Linked DNA regions of Anas platyrhynchos: region 2 is linked to region 1. The links are chromatin contacts, called in public Hi-C maps. All regions are on one chromosome and are shown on one strand. Each heading gives the region's core, a stretch centred on a gene start, on an enhancer-like site or on the middle of the called end of the contact. The rest is flanking DNA. Distances are from core to core; before and after follow the strand shown. Region 1 holds the start of LOC101798824 (ovoinhibitor). Region 2 overlaps LOC101799014 (serine protease inhibitor Kazal-type 5).

What was found. A called contact is a pair of places that touch in the nucleus more often than the background predicts.
Region 2: a Hi-C map of skeletal muscle shows a contact between it and region 1, with 4 times the contacts expected there. The contact joins the enhancer-like site here to the promoter of LOC101798824 in region 1. A contact is called at or near these places in 2 of 8 Hi-C or Micro-C datasets (liver and skeletal muscle).

The regions. Positions count from the first base shown.
Region 1 is chr14:8,681,555-8,687,973 of IASCAAS_PekinDuck_T2T, forward strand. LOC101798824 (ovoinhibitor) reads right to left here and starts at 4,704. Exons shown (of 16, transcript XM_005027913.6): 1 at 4,500-4,704; 2 at 3,694-3,713; 3 at 2,715-2,851; 4 at 2,471-2,531; 5 at 2,229-2,362; 6 at 1,737-1,797; 7 at 608-744; 8 at 81-141. The coding sequence starts at 4,689.
Region 2 is chr14:8,721,908-8,727,957 of IASCAAS_PekinDuck_T2T, forward strand. All of the region lies in intron 2 of LOC101799014 (serine protease inhibitor Kazal-type 5), which reads right to left. Among named protein-coding and RNA genes, the nearest start is that of HRH2, 51 kb to the right of the region's middle. Within about 2 kb of position 2,479, at least 2 of the 8 cell types and tissues checked have an H3K27ac peak or open chromatin away from gene starts, as enhancers often do.

The DNA of each region.
Region 1 (6,419 bases), core at 3,454-5,953:
TTTCAGAGTAGATGTAGCCTCAGGAAATATTTCAGTAGGTAGAGACAAGGGGAGAAATATGCCTGATATTGTATACTCACCTCAGGAGCCTCCTGCTTGCATTTTCCACTGTGCTTCTTGCTGACATGGGTCCTCTGCTCACTGGAAGAGGGAGACAATCGAGTTGAGTAAGTAAATGCTTAAACTCTTGGTCCCACTCACATGCAAAATGAACCAGACATAGCTTAAAGCAGGTACCTAAAAAAACAGGGCTTCAGCCTCTCTACAAGGTTGTATCAAGATAGCTGCATTACTCTGCACATTAACAAGCTCCTCACGTCTTCTCATAACATCTAATTTAAAGCAATACTCTGAACTATTCCTTCCTCTGCTCAGTCACTGCCCAACCTACAGACTAATCCAAGGAGCCATGTTCTGACTCTTGCAGGTTTCCTCTCATGAGCATGAAGATGGGGTCACAGAAGGAAACTCACTATGAACCCCCAAATAATCCATTTTTTAAACACACTTTAAGACATAGGCATAAGCAGCAACATAGAAGGGAAGTTCCCAGGACTGTGAAGCACTGCTGGCTACTTTGAAAGAGTGAGGTATGTATGGCACTTACACGTTGTGGGCGCAGATCCCGCACTCGTTATCATAGGTGAAGCCATCTGTGCCGCAAACTGGATTCAGGATCCTGGGACAGGCTATTAATTTTCTGCCATCTTCAGCGACTCTTGTTGGGTATTTACTGCAGTCAATCTGCCAAAATAAGGAGAGTTAGCCCCGGTGGAGCCCTAGGAATGTGAGAAAAGTCAATGCAAAACCTTTTCATTTGGTATCCCACCTGAATGGGAAAAAAAAAAAAAAACAACCAACCAACCAACCAACCAACCAAACAAACAAACAAAAAAACCAACACAGCCATTGTAGTTTCTATGACAGAACAAAGCCCTGACATACTTAAATTAAACTATATCAGAAATAGGCTGAATATTATCCTAATTCTTTAGGAGCTGGGAAAAAGGACCTATCTTGGAGAATGAATTCTTCAGGCAGAGGAACATATATAAAATTGTAGGATCCCTTCTCAACAACAAAATGGTTGTGAAAACATTTTTCACTCGCAAGAAATCCAACTAATTTTGTTTTGGTTTGTGTTAGTTTTCTCTCCAGTTCTCCAGCACCGTGATTATTTATTAATTCTAATTCCCTGTAGTTAAGCATGGGATTTGAAGGGCTAAAGAATGGCTATCTGTCAGTTGGAGAATGAACTTTCTGCATCTCCAAATTTTTGTGCTGAAATATATAAGCTTTTCTTCCTGAGGCACTGGGCTCTTGGCCCTGTATAAATACAAAATGAGCTATACCCTATAAATATGTATGCTCATTGCTCTTCTGAATCTCACTATGTCTGTGAAAGCAACCAGGATGGGAATTTTGAATGCTTGTTGCAAAGGGTGGAAATGCAAAGGGAGGAATCTTCAGAGAGAAAGCTGCCAACCTGTACAGCACAATGCCAGGAAAATCCTGGGCCTCCTCTTTTGTCCCTTTGGTGTGGAATATATGGAATGACCCTCTCTTTGGGACAGGGAAGATGCAAAAAATACCCTTACTGGAGAGAAAGCCAGAGGATGGACCGCAACCCTTGCAAGTCCTGTCATATCATCCTCTTGCAGTTTCCTAGAAAAATCACTGGGATTTTCTCTGTTATACAGCCCTAAGAGAGAGATTTTGATTTCTATTGCACTTACTGAGACAACATCCAGCTTGCATTCTCCATCATGCATTTTGGTAATGTTGGTGTGATGTTCTCTGGAAGAAAGAGGTTCTTTGGTTAGGGAGCCTTGAGAATAACTTTTCCTATCTCCCTCTGGCCACTGGGACAAGAAAGGCCCCACCCGCCATGTAGGGCACAGCACCTGGCTGAGTTGTCTGGATGCACCCCACAGATAGTAGCAACCCTTACTGAGAAAAAAATGCACGGTATTTCCATATCACATGGTATTAGGAGCAACAGTTTGATCCGTTCATGGTTCTGCTCTGGCTCTTTTGTGATCCCCCTCACGAGCACAGAGAGAGAATGGGGAAGAAAACTGAAGTTGGCTGGAGAATTACAAGTAGCCAGCTTCAAAGAGACCCACCGAGACACCTGCCTTAAGAAATCCTGGTGTTTTACAGAAGCGTTTCCAAGAGCCTTAGCTATTACTAATTATCCAGAAGGATGTTCTGCAGAAAAGACTTACGCGTTATAGGCACAGATCCCACATTCGTTGTCATAAGTGAAGCTATCTGAGCCACAGACTGGTTTCAGAATCCTTGGGCAGGCTACCAGAACACCACCACCTTTTGCAGTTCGCTGGAATTTGCTGCAATCAATCTGTAAAAAGAGTAGGAATAGAGAAAAAAAAATAGAAAAAAGAATTAAATAAAATTAAGTCTTTATGGACAACAACAGAGCAAGACATTGTCTTACTGTCATGCCTACCGTAACGTGCTCTGGCCTGCACTCTCCATCATAGTCCTTCTCTACGTTTGTCCTGTGCTCCCTAGAAGAAAGCAGACCTGTGTCAGGAATTGTGCAGAGCAGTCGTCACCTCCCTGCTGGCAGTGTCAACACCTTGGTGCTAATTCATGTTCCTCTGCACAGCCCACCTCTGGGGGACAAAGCTGCCACCCTTACCGCAAGTCCCCTACCTTGCTGCTTCTGCAGGGTTTCCAGCAAATCTCACCTGTTGTGGAGGCAGATCCCACACTCGTTGCTGTATGTGGAGCCATCGGTGCCGCAGACTGGCTGCAGGTTCCTTGGGCAGGCCACCCAGAGGGTCCCATCCTTGCCGATGCCGCTGGAATACTGGCTGCAATCAACCTGGGAAAGCAGCACAACATCGGCCCCAAGGTCAGCTCCTGCCCAGAAAGGACAAACCACGCAGCCTCCCACCTCCCGCAGCAGTGCCCGCAGCTCCAGCCGGGAGGAAACCCAGAGGTATCATTTTGAATCTGCTCAGGCTGTCAGGAGCAGGGAAACTTCTCTACAGAAGTTTTTGATTACGCCTTCCTGCTGGGGGCCGGGGGAGGCACGACACGGAGGAAGGATAGCTGTGGGAGAGACGGTGCCTAATGAAGGCATCTGATAATTGGGAGCCTGGCCGTACGCCAGAGTCCCTCAGCTCAAATCTGATCGTTTCCAATCATGCTACACTCTCTGGTGAGTTACAGGAGTCTCATAACTGTGTGGGAAGAACCTGCAGACAAATCCATCACGCGGACCCCGCTGTTTTCCTCAACCCAATATAGGGATAGAAAAGAACACAATACTGCGGGTCTTAATGTATAGAAAAAATATCAGAATCATGGTCTTTGATGCGTTCAAGCATATCGTCTTAAGACAGCTTTCCTCTTGAGGAGGTAATATACTGCCCTTTGACTCGGAGTAACTCAATTATATTTAAGAGTTATTCTAATAGGATTGTATAATTACTTCTTGCTTTCTTCATTTTACTTAATGAACTGAAAATAGTATAAATGGGGGGGGGTGTTTTACTTTCTCATGATTTGGCAATATCATTCAATCATGCACTGGCAAATATTATTTGAACAGCCAGGATTTCATTAGATTTAATCCACTTGCTCATCAGGTAATTATATACTGTTTCTATTTTACCAGAAGCTCAGAATAGAACAGAATAAATGGAAAAATCTGTAACTTACCTCAATTCCAAAGGTAGTATCTAAAAGAAAAGTAGAGACAGAAAATAAATATATATATATATATTGATGTGCAGAGATGACATGCAAATCTTCCTATGAAACAATTAAATTCAGTGACTTGTTGATTGGTTTATTGGGTTTAAGAAAATGTAGTCTTACATTATGTTAGTAAGTGCTCATAAGGTGAATTAAAAGTTACTAAATAAAGTTTTATTCCACTTTTGATGGCAGATAGAATGGGGGAGACCATATGTATTAATCAGTTCCTAAGACATTACAGGGAAGCGATATAGGCATTTTCAATTCTGCACTCTGAGTTTAACCTCTTCTAAAAGACTTTGTATTTGATTTCGAGAAGCTCAGACGTGCATTTAAGATGGCTGTCAATCACTGGCACTACCCATCTCAAGACACAAACTTCTCAGTTACTGGGAACAGCACAGAAAAGTTCACAGAGTGATTCTAGCCATTAAAGTTAGCACTTATGTTGCTCACATGGACACGGATGCCATTGCAAACAGCCTTGCTTTGCCCTTATACCCAGCAGTTCCACATGCAAGCTCCTGCCCTGCACTAAGACTGCTGCCTCAGCAATTTCCTCCTATAAACCAAGATGAAAGCAGTTATCTGCATGAGGTTTGTTGAAACTTGGTTCTTTCAGTTTAATTCTTTGCTACACTCTCAGGAAGAATATTCCTCCATGGAATAAGGCTCTCCTGCACATTACAAGACCCCAATACTTTTGCTGATCACCCCGCTGCTGGTTCAGCTAAAGCAACCTATGCAATTGGATGGGAAACACTCACCTAAGAAGCAGCAGAGGGCTAGAGCCACTCTCACAAAGAGCCTGGTGGTCTTCATGGCAGACAGCAGCTGTGCCACTACAGCCCGATCGCTCTCAGTGTGGGAGAGGAAGGGCACAGGCAGGAGTGGGAATATATAGCGAACTGTCATGTCAAATGGTCCCACCTTATGATGTAACACCCAATCCGTCATCAACACGGGAAACCAAAATGTATTTACCCAGCTCTGGATTTCTAGCTAATGATTGACGCAGGCACGTATGCCAGGAAGGGGCCTTTTGTGTGGCTTGAGGGGAGCCAGCAAGAGAGCGTGCCAAGGCCCCTCCGCTCCCGGATCTGCCCCAGCACAGTGCAGGCTCTCATTTGCCCTACAACGGAATAAGTGCAATTAGATTTTTCTCCTCTGCTGTAGTTTTCAACCAAGCTCCTAGCTGGTAGACAAAACCCTAGCTATTTCACCTTGGGGCATGACTTTGCACCTTCACCACTACATTTCACGTCAGTTTGAGCCTGGGCACTTGCAGCCCAGAAGGTTACCCCATTCCCTCTGGAAGAAATCCTGTTCTTCTGCCTTTAAAAAAAAGACTCATAAGAGATCTGCTCCATGTACCAACTTTCTCTGTATTAAGGCAAGGAACAAAACCATGACGTTTGGTCCCCAAATCCATCTTTTTGGCTGTTCACTGATAACTCCTGTCGTACCCTCTGTTCACATATTACCACCTCCCCTGTTGCCCGTTCCTGACCCACCTCGCCAAGCCTAAATGACACCATCCCACAGGGCAACAGGTCAAACGCTTTGCTGTCTGGATAGACTAGATCTACTGTACTTCCCTTATCTAGGAAGTCAGCCAACTTTGTAAAGATTGATATTAGCTCATACACGATTACCTTCCGGCACATTCATCGTGTACATTAATCATTCCTTTACACTTCATGTCTTTAGTTTTCTTCAAGCTTCAGCTGAAGGTTTGCCCAGCATTAAAGTAACGCAGCTTAGATCAGTCCTGAACATGTTTTTCTCCTTTATTTAAGCAGATTTTTTGTCAATTCTATACATTGGTCTCAAAACAAGTCTCCTCAGTTGGGATCCTAGATTTTCCAAGTTTCTAAGTTTTAATCTTTCATATTCTGTACTCAGTAGTAAAAATCCTTATTTGCAAATCTATTTTTGGCATGATTTAAACAGAGTGAGCTCAGGTTGAATCATCCCAGTATTATTTTTCTAAGAGGAGGACATCAACACCCTTTTCACATGAAAAGCAAATCCACAATGACATGATTTGGGGGATTACTTAATCAAAAATTCTGTTTGCTCCTCATATCCAGAAGCTCTGCTAACAGTAGTAGTTTGCAGTGTGCATCTACAAAGTTAAAGCCTCCCCAGATACCAACATTTCCAGCTATGTCGATGCCTAGTGATGTTACAGAGGTCTCTATTCACATATCTTGCTTTCGTTACTTCCCCGAAATTCAGCCTAGCTATCTCCTGCCCTGTCCCTTATCTCAACAACACCAAGTGTCAAGGACTCCAGAGCTTTGGACCAACACAGCTCTCAAGTGTAAGGACCTCTATTCACCCTGATCACAATATCTATCTTTCTCAGTGCTTATTGAAGCCAAGTCCATCATCAATTAATGCTGCCTGTCAGAGGAAAATGCAACTTGACAACTTAATTGCCAGACTCTGTAAAAGCTGTCACGGTCAAGCAAATCCCTGCCAATGTCCACAAAGATGACACCTGAACCTTATTGGTGAGGAGACATTATTTGCAAACCAAATCTGCAGTTAAAATAGATTGACTCAGCATGTTCTGTCAAGATCACAGCAATTGTCTTCTAGCTAAGTTATTAAATTCAGGGAATGTTTGCAATAGGAGATGGATTAAAGGGGCAAATAAAAAACACCTGTCAGTGATCTAG
Region 2 (6,050 bases), core at 1,229-3,728, 38 kb after region 1:
TTCTTAGGAAACTAAGGTACCATAGAGTAAAGGAAAAGCTTCTGTGAGTTAAGAAGTGGTTAAAAAAGAAAGCAGTAATGACAGGACAGCTGTCCCAGTGGGGGTGGGACCCAACAGGAATCTCTGCAGCTCAAGTTATTATAAATGACTCGGAAAAGGGGATTAGCAAGGGGACTATTGGAATGATTCAGAAAAGTTCAAAGCTCCAAATCACCCAAGAGAAAAGCATAAGTCACTCATGACACAGTGGCTGGACAAGAAAATGGCAGACGAATTTCAGTATTGAAAGATGTAGAAGGGGAAATTAGCAAGCTATACTCTAGCTGCCTATTAGAGCTCCCTCAGGGGTGTATCATGGAGATATTGTAGGTAAGGCCACAAGAAGACATCAGGCCAGAGTTCAGCAACCAGAAAGATCTAGCACCTGATTGGAACCATTAAGAGGGAGAAAATTATTACTATGATAATTCTGCAGCTTCCTACAGCAGGGCTGTAGGAAGCTGCAGAAAGCCCCCGCCCTGGCCACCCAGAGGAACAGAGGTAGGAAGGGCTTTTGTCCAGAGAAGAATTAAGATTACCAGAACACCTATAGTGGAAGGCAGGCTACAAAGAGAATAGGAGTATGACAGTCTAAAATAAGGAATGCCCAGAGAAAATGAACAGGAGATGTCTAAGATTACTCACAGCACTCAAAACAAATGATAGCAAATGAAATTATCGTATAGTGGGTTTAAACAAACAAAAGGAAGTTTTTTCCCCCCTTCCCATACAATCTAATTGCATTGTGGAACTCATTGCCTCAGGATGTTGTGGATGCCAAACACATCAAGGGAGTCAAAAGTCAATTAAACTCATGGACTGGTCCATCAGTGGCTATTAAATATGATGATGATGGAGATGCAGCCTCTGGCTGGTGAGTCCCCAAGCCACAGGAAGCTTTATCACAGGAAGAATTGCTTTGTGCTCGCCCTGTTTACTCCCCTCAATATCCACAACCAGCCATGGTCAGACCAGCACCCAGGTTTGGGGTTTGCTCTCCCCAGCTGCTGAAGCGTCGGAGTTGATGCGGACATTCCCAGGTTTCAGCACATGCCAGCTGCAGCCTGGAGGTTGGGATGCCTCCTTAGTCCCTGTCCTGAAGTGACACTAAACCTTCTGAAAACAGAATGGACTGCCAACATCTTGGGCTAAAATTTTGGGCTTAAACCTCAGGAGATCCCGCACACATGAAGTCCAAAATCACACCCAGATGTCAGCCCTTTGTTTGAATGTCACGATTTATATTCTGAGTGACACTTCCTCTTCTGTCTCCCCAACAATGACAAAACAAAGAGGTATAAACAAATCCTGGCTCCAGATGTTCTGCCCTCATTAGCGACCAGCTTGGCTAATGCTATTTCATCAGCCCTTTGTTTCAGGGTGGCAAGCCAACATCAGCAAGTCGAGGACACTTTGATGGGGCTCCCCCCCCCCTCCTCCTTGGGATGTGACAAATTCCCAAGACACTCCTGCCCAACACTCAGTGCAATAACAAGCACAGGGCTGAATGACTGCCCTCGACAATGTTTGGTACGTGGAAAAACTTGTGCTCGCTAATTACCATGATTGCTCCATAAAAATCCCCCTCGGGCGGCCGCGTGCGATGCAGGTGAGTGCAGCGCCGCAGCCCTGCCCCTCGGCAGCCCGCAGCCCAGGAGGAGACAGACATCCCCGCTCTTTGAAGAACCTCCCCCAGCCAGCACTGGAGGTGTCCCACCCACCGGATCTATTCCTAGACATATCGGTTTCTATTTCTTTTCCCCACTGTTACACCAGTGCAAAGAGACAAGGTTGAGGATCAGCGAGACCAAACACGTACACAGGCTACAAAGCAAAGGTTTTCGTCCTCCTTTGAAGCCTGCTCTCCATTATGTGAGGAGAGATGCAGCAGATTTACTTCCCTGGGTTGAGCAGTCCTAAGCCTCTTTACTAAGCCTGCCAGCGAAAGCCTCAAAGCAGATGCCAAACCCTGCAATCTTTTTATGCATGGTAGAAATAATCTCTTCGCCTGGTGTCTGGGAGAACTGAACCCAGCATCCAGGCAAAATACTGCCGGACTGGGAGCCAGAGCAGAGCCAACAGCTACGGCCCAGCACCTTCTCTCTGCCACCTGCCAACATCATACACTCTGCTTTTACCTGAGCTCCAACCACCAAGGTTGGAAAGAGATATGAGGATCTAACCCTAAAGCCCATCAGATCTGCCCTAGGTGGTCTCTGCTGGCAAACTTGGGCCTTGTCCTCCACCAAAGGGAGCTCTCAGCATCCCCTCCTGCTGCAATTCCACTTGCACCTGTTTTACAGGTTGAAGGGGGGAGCCCAAAGACACCCTTCAAGAGTACAACAGCTCCTGAAGCAACCCCTGCTTCCTGACTCCGAGTTCCGAGGGCCTTCTTGCTGGCAGGCTGCCCTGAGCTGACAAGGTTGAACCTCATGAGTCACCACCATTGCCAAATCCCCAGAACTATGGCAACTGCAGACATTTTCAACCAGAACAAGCCGCAAGGGCAGAGGGAAGCTAGTTGTAAAAGGAATAAATCAAAGGGAAATATTTGGCACTTCACTTTCGACAGGGAAGGACTCATCAACTTTTACTGTGGAGGAATAAAGAGTGAGACGAAAGATCCACTTTCACTTCACTCCCAGGATGCCGAAGGACTTTCGCATCCCTGTACTGAGAACAGCTGCTCTAAGTCTCTGCATCTCATAATGATAGATTCCTTGCTTAAAAATAAATCAGTGCAGCCTGGGATGCATGCCAACACTTTCCCCCCAGTTTTCCCACGTCCTACATTTTAAAAGCAGCTGATGAGATCCATCCTTGCTTATTCCTCATCCTTCCTTTAATAACTCCCTGCGTTCTCATTAAAACCAGTGTGCTGCCCTCCTCACCTTTAAAGTTTCCCAGAGCTGCAGCCTCTTGCCTTGGCTACTCTTGCTTCATTCTGCATCATACTACTCAAATTCAGCTACACTGGTGGCCTTGGAAGCTCCTTTTGGTAATTTCTCCCATAAGCACCACTCTTGAACTCTTTGTGCCCTAGATCTAAAAACACTTCTGCTGCACTTCTCTGTCTCCAAAAATACAGGCAAATTAATAGTTCAGGGCCAGTTGAAACCAAAACACGGTTACTCTTTTCGTATTGCTCTTGACCTTCAGGTTGATATTATTCCCTAAAATTTAGAAAAGACACCCAAAGTTTGCAAACAAGGCGCTCAAACACACCATGTTGTGCAACACGCAGGCTATCAAACCTGGGATCTCATTACACCCTCTGCCTCCCACTCTGGGTTGTGTTCCCTTGTTACATCTTGTTTCAAATTAGACTGAAAGCTCTTCATGCCAGCGGCAGTGGCTCCCTGTGGCATCACTGCAGCAAACAGGATTAATAAGCAAGACTAAACACAGCTCTCAAAAGCATCAAAAAAACAAAGAGGAAACTGAAGAGATGTGGGAAAGTGAGTGCCCCTGATCTGAATAAAGAACAGCTCTCCAGATGCTAGAATAACTCCAGGACATCTGTGAACTTGACTTCTCTGTGAGTTTCATTTTTCACTTCTAGCCCCAGCATTTACCAGATTAAGTGAACCTAAGTGAAAAGATGCTTTGCATGGTCATATTCTTGTGCTGTCTTTCATCAGCATAGCTCCAAGATTTAACTAGACCATTCAAATCAGGTCATTTGCATTGTAAATGACAGGGCATACTTAGCAAGCAGAGGATATAAGCAATGGAGCGACAAGAAAATAAGCAACCTGTCCCTTTTCAGCAGACAACTGTCCTAGCTTAAGAGCTATGGTTTTGCAGTGCCTTACTGCACTGACTTCTGCTTTAGGACCTAACTGGAATTAAGCTATCCCTCCCGCAATAATGGCTGTCTGTGCAGGTGCTCTCTCATCAGCTTTCCACCTCTGACTTAAATCTCACCCAGAGCCCCAGGTGCTGCCCTTCCATTAGGGCACACCTGCCATTTAGGGAACAGTTTGGCCAACACCACCTAGGGGCTTTACACCAACTGAGTAGTTTTTCCTATAGCCTGGAGAGGCTGTCACAAGTAGCGTCCTCTATCAGAGGAACTATGAAGAAAGGCAAGATTTGCCATCGGCCACAGAATGAGTCAATGGTTAGGGTAAGACACAACCTTCCCTGGAGCTGAGCCTGGGGTTCATTCTACTGTCCCCCATCAGTTCCCCAGCCCCACACACTTCTGCTGCTGAGGTCTATGACACCAGCACTGAGGTCTGGGAGAGTTTGCTTTGCATAGCTATTTCACTCTGATGCAGTAGAGATGGGTTTGTCCCTTTTCACTAGACATGATTTCTGTAACAATGAGCTTTCAGTGATGGGAATTACCAGCCCAGAAATTATAATGCTAATGTTTCGGGTGCACAACAGCAGATCAGCCATCACTGCTTCCCAGGAGCAGATCTACCTCTCCCAGGCCTAGCATCACTGCTGGATTTTGCTTCTGCAGAACTTACTGGCACCAGAAATCAAGTCCCAGAAGCAATTCCGGTGACTTTCTTTAAGCAGGCATAGAGGAATTGCCCAACAGCACTGTTAGTTTCAGAGCAGCACTGACAGCATTGCTCTTGCTGGCACCACTGACCTCCAGCAAAGATGGGTCTCTGGGTGGCAGGAGCATAACATGCCCACACAGGTAAGCACACATCCACAGAAGACAACAGCATTAAAACAGAGTTGTCATCCCATAGGCAATTTCAAACAAGATGAGCTTTACTCTTTTAATCACCCTCCATCCAACTGGTGCTAAGGTCAACACTTGCAGGCAAAACTGCCTTTCCCTGCTGTTACCTCTGCTTGCAGCTGTAGCTACAGAGACCCACAAATGAGAGCACCGTATCTGCGAGCCATTTAGGTACCACAGCTTTGCTGCTGGGCAGGAGGTTTACACTGGCTGTGTGGAATAGATTTGTCCGGGAACAAAACCGTTTTCTGTAGAAAGGAAGAAAGAAGTTAGTTATCTCCTGCCTCCAAGAGCTTTAGAGTAAAGGCACTCATGGCAACTGCAAACAAGTGCTTAGCAGCACTGCAGTGATGTGGTTTAAGCAAAAAAAAAAAAAAAAAAAAGTTTTTGAGCATGGAGCTAAGCAGGCCCCAGGCAGTAATGGGTACATGATGAATAACAAATCCATCCAAAGCATCAAGCATGAGTCAACCCAGATGAAGAGTTCCTCTGTTCCCCTCCCTCCCAACCCCACCCCCCTCAGCACTTTGGCTGTTCCTTGGGAAACCCATATGCATTATGAGGGTGTCCATAAAACAAACAACATTTGGCTGGTTTTTTGAAGAAACCTTGGAGAGCCCAAAACTGGCTGTGTGGGCTGAGTCCTCAACAGGGTACAGTAACCGAAGCAAAAAAGAAGCCTCCTCCGGGGCTGCTACAGCCTTTGGGATGAGGGAAGCGGAGCAGAAATCTTTGTAGAAAAGCTATTTACATCTGTTTGACCCTTGTAAAACAGGTCTCCAGGTTCTCCCCCATTTAGAGGCATTTGGATGACGGTCTGCAACAATCAGCTGGATCCTTCCCGGGGGGAAGAAGCAGTGCAGAGCTGGCACAGGAGCCACGGAGCAGCGGGTGCAGTCAGAGGAGCAGTCCCACCTGCTCTGCGAGGCTGAGGCCAGAGGGGCTGGCAGCAGGCTCCCTGCGAGGCCCATGGCACCAGCTGCAGTGCCACCTCTTGGCTCGGGTTTGCAGAAGAGGCCAATGAAAGTGAAAGACACCAGCACCCTCCTCCTGGCTCCACCTGGCCACCCCCTTCCCGGACTGGCTGCTTATCTTCTCCCACGCACGGCCCTTTGATCTGTGTGCCAAGCCCCGGCCTGCTCCAGGAAGGCTGAGCGGCCCAGGGACTGCCAGTGACTGCAGGGCTGCTGCTTAGCTCCAGGCTGCCACATGGACAGGTGGCTCCGTGGTTGTTCTCCCCTTGGTTTGTCCCAAATGTCCATCAGAGGCCCACAGTTTCACCCGTCCCAGCACTCGCCCTGTC